Regions from separate parts of the Drosophila melanogaster genome. Here region 1 is linked to region 2. The links are chromatin contacts, called in public Hi-C maps. All regions are on one chromosome and are shown on one strand. The core of a region is the stretch at or near the end of the contact, and the rest is flanking DNA. Distances in the headings are between cores, read along the strand shown.

Region 1 (3,866 bases), core at 1,326-3,825, 370 kb before region 2:
ACAGGACAGTATTTGTATTCGAGCTTAATCAAAAATCATTTAAAACAGCTCAAGTTAAATGATTGTAGTTGAGAAAGGATATGCCTTTTTGTATTCATACAGAAAAAAAAAGCAAATTCTAAAATATATTGTCTTTCACTTATTACAAACCGATTGCGATTTGTTATCATAAGTTAGACTTGAGCCAACATTGTGTGGCAACCTTTAAAAAGGGTAGAAGCAACTCGACCGGGAAAAATCCTGGTAAGTGGGATGTTGCAACCGAACTCGACCCTTGTCTGCTGATGGCCTTCGATGATAGACAATCGGCAGACAGAGAAATGGACAAATGGTGGGGGCAGTTGGGCTGAACTATCTCTGATTTATGCTGTAAGTTACAATCGGCATCTTGCAACGGTTTGAACTTATGTACTTGCCACTTTTGCACTTGACTTTGTGGCCCGACATTGTCTTGCGGCAATTTGTTGGGGATTCCCAAACTTTAGCATGCGAGAGGGTTCAAGTTTATACTTACTTTCTTTTCGCTCGCAACTTTGAGCAGCGAAAGTTTTTAATTAATTTCACACGCCCGAACTTAACTTGCGCATCTAATTACACGTGAAAGGTGTAAATAGGTGGGTGGCTGGGCGAAAACTTGCGTGGTGGTTGGGTGTAATGTGTCTGTGGGCAACCATCATTATCGCGCGCATCATAAAATGCTGAAAGCAAAAGGCAAACAACAGCAGCTGCAGCCGCAAAGTATGCAACACGTTCGCATACGATAAAAGTGGATTTGTGGTGGAAAATGTGTGGGGTTTTTGGGGACACAGGACGCCAAACGGGCAACATAAAGCAAACAAATATCACTTGTAATGCTAAATGCGGGCCTGGAATTACAAGGCTTTAATATAACAAGCACAGCTTACAGCACTTTATTATAAACTTTTCTTCTGTTAAGTAATAACTGATATAACTTTAATTTACTTTATGTTAAATAAGTGCTTTTCATAGTATTGAATTCAGCTGCCTTGATATCGAGTTCAAATTCAGTCAATATGACTATATTAACATCACTATCTTCATTTAAGCCCTTGTGGATCAAAGTATCTACCGAAGTATCTGTTCCATTTGCACATTTCGGATGCGTTTGAAAATCCGCTTAAATGCCAACCGAATCGAATCGAAACGAAACAAACCAAACCACGTTCGCCTCAAATCGACAAAGGCTTTCCCACTCCTTCTCCATTTGGAGCCACCTTCGACATGGAGTCAAACACCTGCGAAATTGAATGAGAAATATCCATTCTGTGTGCGTTGTGAGTGTTTTTTTTTTTTTTTTTTTTTGGTCAGTGTGTTTGTTACGCTTGCAAACTTACGCCCCAACTGCCTCGATTATTTTCGAACCTCGAACATAGTTGGTAAAAAACAATTTTATTTCACCGAAAGAATTTTAAGCAATACAAAAGGATTTTCAATGCATGAACTGCAACTTATTTTCTTGTTTTGAAAGAATTCCTATTCGGTTCGATGTGTAGGAAATGTTTTTGTGGCACCTTTAAAATATTTTAAGGCTCCCTTTCGAAGTTCCTTAATGAAATTAATTAAGTGCTAACACCACACATTTATTGTTTATTTGCTTAAAACCCACAATATCTCAGCATCTTTAGTGTGAAAAAACCAAAAAAAAACTGGCTCTACTTTTCTGCGGCGAAATTTTAAATTAAAAGCAAACTTTGCTCATCAGTCTGTGGGTGTGTGGAATGCGGCAGATGTCGAGGTGTTGCTGCGATTTGGCATATATCCATCCATTTTTGTGCTGCTTGTTTTTTGGTTCTTACTCCATCATAAAGCATCAAATGTCAGCAGCACTCGCAGTCAACACAGCAAGGCACAATTTCAAAGTTTGAATTGAGCTGCGTCTGGACGCCGCCGACGCGTTCCCCTGGAGTTCTATATGTTTGTCTAGCTAGCAGTTCTATTTGCAATGGTCCCCAGATTCTGGAGAATCCCCGGAGGGCATCGTCATCAGCGGAATGAGACGAAGAAAACAACAATGAGATGGGACCTTGGCGCCCTTGCATGATTCATTCAAGCTTCTGGCTTATCCACCAACTCGAGTGCATGTGGATCACAAACAGGCATAGTACACAAAGTTCACTAAGAAAGTAAAGTGCTTCATAATAAAGTAATAAATAAAATTAAAGCTAGTCAGTTAGTAAAATGAAAGTGAATGAATAATTTAATATTTCAAACCGATAAAATCATTCGGAAATACGAAAAAAATCGGATAAGAACTCAAATCCGCTGCGAGTATTAATAGCGTTTTATCTGCATTTTTGAGGGAGAGAGAATAAAGTTCTGCAGAGAAAAAATTTTGGTTTTTAAATTAAATCATTGTGAAAATTCAAATAATGACCATGATTAATATTTTAGTAATTATTTCAAAAACAATTGATAGAGAAACTATATAAATATTTACCAAGAAATTCAGAATGTAATAATTATTAGCCCAATATAATTTCTCTGTGTGTATTTGGAGAAAATAAATCGCCATTTGAACGCAAATGCCAAACATTTAAGGGTTCCTCGCTATTTAGTTATATTTCCCCATCCGCACATCGAACGTCGCTTGCAACATGGATTGTTTTAAAGTTTTCGAAGTTGTATTTCAATCGGAAATCAATCCCTTACTGCTGATTCCCGCCGTAGCTACAATTGCACTTACGTTGTGTTGCTATTGTTATCACGGCTATCAGTGGATCCGCGATCGTCGAACAGCTCGCATCGAGGAGCAGCAAGCCCAGTTGCCACTGCCACTGAGTCGCATATCCATCACGCCCGGATGCTCAATGGTGGCCACCACGAAGCTAACGCACAGCCGGAATAGCGTTGATATCTATTAAAATCCTAGCTTTGTAGATAAATCATTAAACACTTCAGCGATGCTTTAATCTTCAATCTTTAAACTTAAGATTATGCTCAAGACATAAACGAGTGGCTATCGAAAGTGAGGATTTGAACTAGTTTATTTTTTGGACAGTGCATCACGATGACTGACAGTCAAATTCACTTGTCCTACTTCATCTGCGGACCGGTCTTCATATTGATGGTATTCATGTACTTCTACTACTGGTATCTGAATGTCCGCGAGTGTCGTAGATCGCGGGGGCGTGAAGCCACGCCTACTTTGCCAGACGATATCTCTGTGGAACGACTGCAAGTCTATTGACAAAGTTAAGTTCATGTGAATCACTGCACTGCGAGAAGCGTTTTTTTTAAACCTTTGTAAAAATAATAATAAATGCCAAGCTTTAAAAAAAAATTGTTTAGTTACGGTATCTATTATATAAGATAATGTTTAAACGATTTTCTAATTAAATAATCTATGAAAAATCAGTTAATGATATTTCTGTGTTAAATAAATCTATAACGACATATGATTATCGCAAATATTAATATTTATATTATTAATTCTTTCCCAGAAATAAGATAACGAAAAGTAAATAAAACGTGTATTGAAAACGAAATGAATGTAAAATGCACACTAGTCACTGACATGATGTCGCCTTGTTTACAATCGGTTATGAATGATTCATTCTGTATCTGAATACCAGTGTTTTTATATGTCTCCGCTCGGATCGCAACCATAAAAAAAGAGTTGCCTGTTGTGTAATAAAATGTTTGATGAGTTCACGGCAGGAACGAAGTACCTTTAAGTACAACTTAAGGTGAAAACGTGATGTCTGTGGGTGTGTGTGTGTGTTTTGGATGGGTGTATTTTGAGAGTTGTTGGTTGCTTACGACGGGCCATAAATTTAGCCAAAAACTTGGCTATGCATCTTCGCTGACGTTTCCTTTCACGACCTGCAAAATTTAGAGCTGCACGG
Region 2 (4,150 bases), core at 1,454-3,953:
AGAAGACCATTAAAGGTCTTATAAATGTCACGAATACTCCTGATTAAAGGCTTTTCGAACAAGAGATATTTTGACCCTTTACGAATATTAAAGTAATCCCAATGCCAGTCACCACCACACAGGGTATTAATATGTTACTTCGAGCAGCTCGTAGGGGGCGGAGATTGTAATGCAGCCGTTGGCCCGTTGCCGCTTTTCAAGGCAATTGAATTACAAGTGCAGCAACCTGAAAATACTCCCAGCACTTGTGCTGCAAGACGACAAAGGCGGAAGGAGCAGACGCGAGGGGAAAGAAGAAGTATGAGCCATTGGAAGGCAAGGCGGAATCGGAAACGGATACGCCTGCCACCGGAGTGCGGGGCTTCATAAATCCTGACTGGCAACGACCACAGCACCCGACAATCCGCATACCCCACATCCCTTCATGTGGCCCGATCCACTGAAATATGCTTGCGTCAGTGCGATGCCAAAATCCGGCTGCAGCTGCTCCACCAAACGATACAAGGCGATACACGAGTGAAGGTCCAACGGAAAGTAGGTACTTATCCCCATACACAAATTATTCGCTCTCATGCGCTTAATCCGCAAAAAATACTATAGTCGGACTGCTCAAAGGGGGATTTTTCTGGCAGTCCCACTTAATTGAATAATAATAAAGCGGATCGAGAAACGAGTGCATCCTTCATTGTATTTTTGGAAAAGAATTAAAGCTTAAAGAACTGTCCTTTTCTAGCCTTAAGATCTCTTATAAGATACAACTAAAAAGGGCCAAAAATTTCAAGGTGCTCTTTAAGGAAGTCGCACTGTAAGTGACGAACAAAAAAGGACTCGCACCATCATCAGTTTGCCATTCCATTCATCGGTTTTCTACCTTTCTCTGCTGCAATTGTTCCCTGTGTTGTGTCTCTGTGTGCGTTAATCAATGTGCAGAAAGCATTAAATTGCCAAGCAATTAGTTAGGGGAGAATAAAAATAACAAGTTAATGCCATTAATTAAAGCTTAATTCAATTACACATAGTTATGAGTCACTTGGATTATCGCACAGCACATTAAACGTAAATTAATACAGATTTGTGGTCCCAACTGGCGAGCAACTTTTCCACTAATGGCGACAGCAGCAGATGCTGCACATGCTGCATGCTTCAGTCCTTGAGAGCAATGCAACTCAGTGTTTTCGATTCGAAATGTTTCTAATTGAATGGCCCGGCGAACGGGTGTGCCTGTGTGTGTGTGCACTTTGGGTGGCTGGGGGCCAGAATTTGCCAACAGTGCACAAAACTAATGTTTGTATGCGAAAGTCAACAGGAGTTTGGAAGCCCTAGCCACAAAACACACCGACATCAGCAAAAAAAAAAAAAAAAAAACAAAAATCTGATTTCGATTCGAATTTAGAGTGAACGGGTGAGAAATGCGACCCTTGGGAAATGTCGCCCTCGATTTTGACAGAATTAGTAATGCAAAGGGATTACCGGGCAAGCGATTTGCCCAATAAAATGTGTCAAATAAAAGTTGACAAAATGGTGAATCGTTCGGTAGCTGCAAAAGCGACATTATTCATTTGGTAAACGATTGTCCTCTGGGGTGTCTCTTGAAAAATAAAAAAGAAAAAGAAAATGGGGTGCACAATCTAAATGTTCCATTTGAATGCCCAACAGATTCGACACTTGAAAACTGGCAGACTAAAAGACCGTATGCAAAATAGGCAAAACTCTTTTGCTATAAAAAACTTGAATGGTTTAAAGTGCCTTGTGGGGGGGGGGGGGGGTACCATTAAAATTCGGTCATCACGTGCTCGTTTTGTAAGTGCAAAGAAAAAAATACGTTTCATTGGTTTTTCAACCATTTTCGAACTTAACTGTTAAAGCCGTTTAATCCGCTTTCCTCTCTTGAGGGCCAGTCAATCAACAGTCCATTTGCTTCAACTGCATGGCGTGGAAATCGCGCGAATTGCAGAACTTTGAATTACAGCAGGAAACCGCAGCGCACGTAGCGCAATCGCGAGCAGTTGCAGTTGCACTAAACCTCAGCACTGTTTATGCCTCGGATCTCTTCAATATTGCTTCGCTTGGGGGGTTTCCATTTGGCGGCAAGCGGAGGTTCTTGCGCACTGAATGCGTTTTGAACAGACACTGTTATTTTTCGAGCCCCAAACATAAACAAACGGGCGTCTGGTCACACTGCCGCTGTTAACCTAACAGCACTGCAGTTGCGGGCCAACAACAATGTAAATGCATATACATGGAAATTCGCCGGCTTTTGTAAGTCCCCGCCCAGCAGTTTAGGTGCAGACCGCAGTCTATAATGCAAGCAAACAACTTACCCATTGGCAACTTAGGTAATCGTGAACTCTTTATCATTAAGGCGTACTATTTTAGCATTTAAGATATATTTTATCCGCGAACTTCTGTACGGTCCTCCTTGGTGAATTGCCAACTACGCTGCCAGACACCCTTAGGCGACCGTGGCAACGCCAAATGAGCTTTTTCCAGCACGCTGGCAGCCCTGTCATAATTAATCGATAATATAATTAAACCTTAATAGAATTTAGCTCATTTAATCACAACCTCCCATTTATTTCATATAAAGCGTACTGCTTAACCTTTACCACACCTAAATAATAAATATTCATTTATTAAAAGCACTGAAAATGGCGTGCTTTTAGTAAATTTTAGTGCGTTTCTCAGCTCGCAGCGGATTATTTAAATGCTCGGCAAACGGTCACACTCGAACGAGACGAAGACGACGACGACGCAACTTGTAGCAGTAAAAATATTTATACGATTTTGCCGTGTTTAAACGATTAAACCAAACTAATAGTTATTTGCAATCAAAGTGAAAATGTGAACGTTGTGTTTGCTTTCGAAATGACATCAATTTAAAATGCATTTCAACGCAATAGCTCTCTGTGAAAATTTCGTACAGGCAAAAAAGAGCCGATTTTTAGTGGAAGAAGAAGCAGCAGCAGCCGAACAGGCAGTAAAAGCAATCGTCGAATACACGGACAAAGCGCACGGCGAATGAAAGGCGTGTGAAGAGAAAACTTGCAAAAATTACAGCAGCAGCAACAACACAGCGGCGGCAGGCAAAAAAGTGTGTTTAGAAAAGAAATTAAAAACACTCGAACATATACATACACACATCCATGCAAAACGAATAAACATACACACACACACCGTCACATAAATACAAGAGAATTGGTGCAAAAAGCTAATAATAAAAAAACGAAGTAAAATAGCGCGCGGTTTAATAATAAATAATTATATGTATGCGCGCAAAACATGTGAAGAGCCGGGGAGCCGCTAATACAAATACGAATACGAAAAATCAATGATTGTAATAAAATTCCGTATTCTCGCTATCGCTCCTCCCTCTCGCCCTGCCGCTCTCGCACTCGCTCCCGCTCTCTCTGCCTCTCTTCTACTCTCTTTCGCGAGCGCAGCAGCAGCAGCCTCTCGAATTGTGTGTTTGTGTTTCTTGTTGATTTTGTGATAAAATTGCAATCAGCAGCACACGACACTCGCCAAAATAAAAGTATTCAAAGTATTAGGGCGTTCACAAAACGACAGATAGCCAAAGCCAACAATAAACAACAAAGGTGCGTATGCAACAGCAGCAACAATATCAACAAACGGCCATCTGTGAAGCTGTGCGTTCGAGTGTGCGTGCGTGTGGTGTGTGCGAGAGTGTGTGGCAAAAAGTAGAACGTGCGAGAGAAAACCCGCGTACCCAATTTGATGACGTCTTCAAATAGACAACAACAATGCAGCAATATCGGCACTAATGTAGATTTTACTCATATTTTTTGTTATTGTTGTACATGCTGACAGCGACGCCAGCAGAGCTCGCGGGCAGCGGCAGCAAGAAAGAGTGAGAGATGGACCGGTATTTTTTGTAGCAGCCACACTGCAAGTTTAGGTACTCAGCCCTTGGGCTTCGTCGTTGATCACAGGTTTTGGGCACTCGAATAGTTTCGCCACCTGGTTTCATAATAGATTCCGATAACACCTTCTGTTTTAAATGATAACAGCTGACAGCCCATAGTTTTCGCTCTCTGTGTACATTCGCTAGTTTGAGTTGAGTTCGCCTTCGACCGCATTCAAATCGGTCGTACAGTTTTCCCAGCCATTGGATATATAGCCGATAGTGCCT

Evidence for each region. Hi-C and Micro-C count contacts between places; a contact is called where the count stands out from the background.
Region 1: a Hi-C map of the Kc167 cell line shows a contact between it and region 2, with 2.6 times the contacts expected there. The contact joins the promoter of hemo here to the promoter of Ssdp in region 2. A contact is called at or near these places in 2 of 107 Hi-C or Micro-C datasets (the Kc167 cell line and embryo).

What each region holds. Positions count from the first base shown.
Region 1 is chr3R:18,563,882-18,567,747 of dm6, reverse strand. It overlaps hemo (hemotin), which reads left to right and starts at 2,575. Exons shown (of 1, transcript NM_001300464.1): 1 at 2,575-3,484. The coding sequence starts at 2,616. The coding sequence ends at 2,882. It overlaps CG43210, which reads left to right and starts at 2,575. Exons shown (of 1, transcript NM_001300463.1): 1 at 2,575-3,484. The coding sequence starts at 3,029. The coding sequence ends at 3,208.
Region 2 is chr3R:18,198,148-18,202,297 of dm6, reverse strand. Ssdp (Sequence-specific single-stranded DNA-binding protein) reads left to right here and starts at 2,703. Exons shown (of 2, transcript NM_169794.2): 1 at 2,703-3,091. CG7985 reads right to left here and starts at 2,441. Exons shown (of 4, transcript NM_001275770.1): 1 at 2,322-2,441.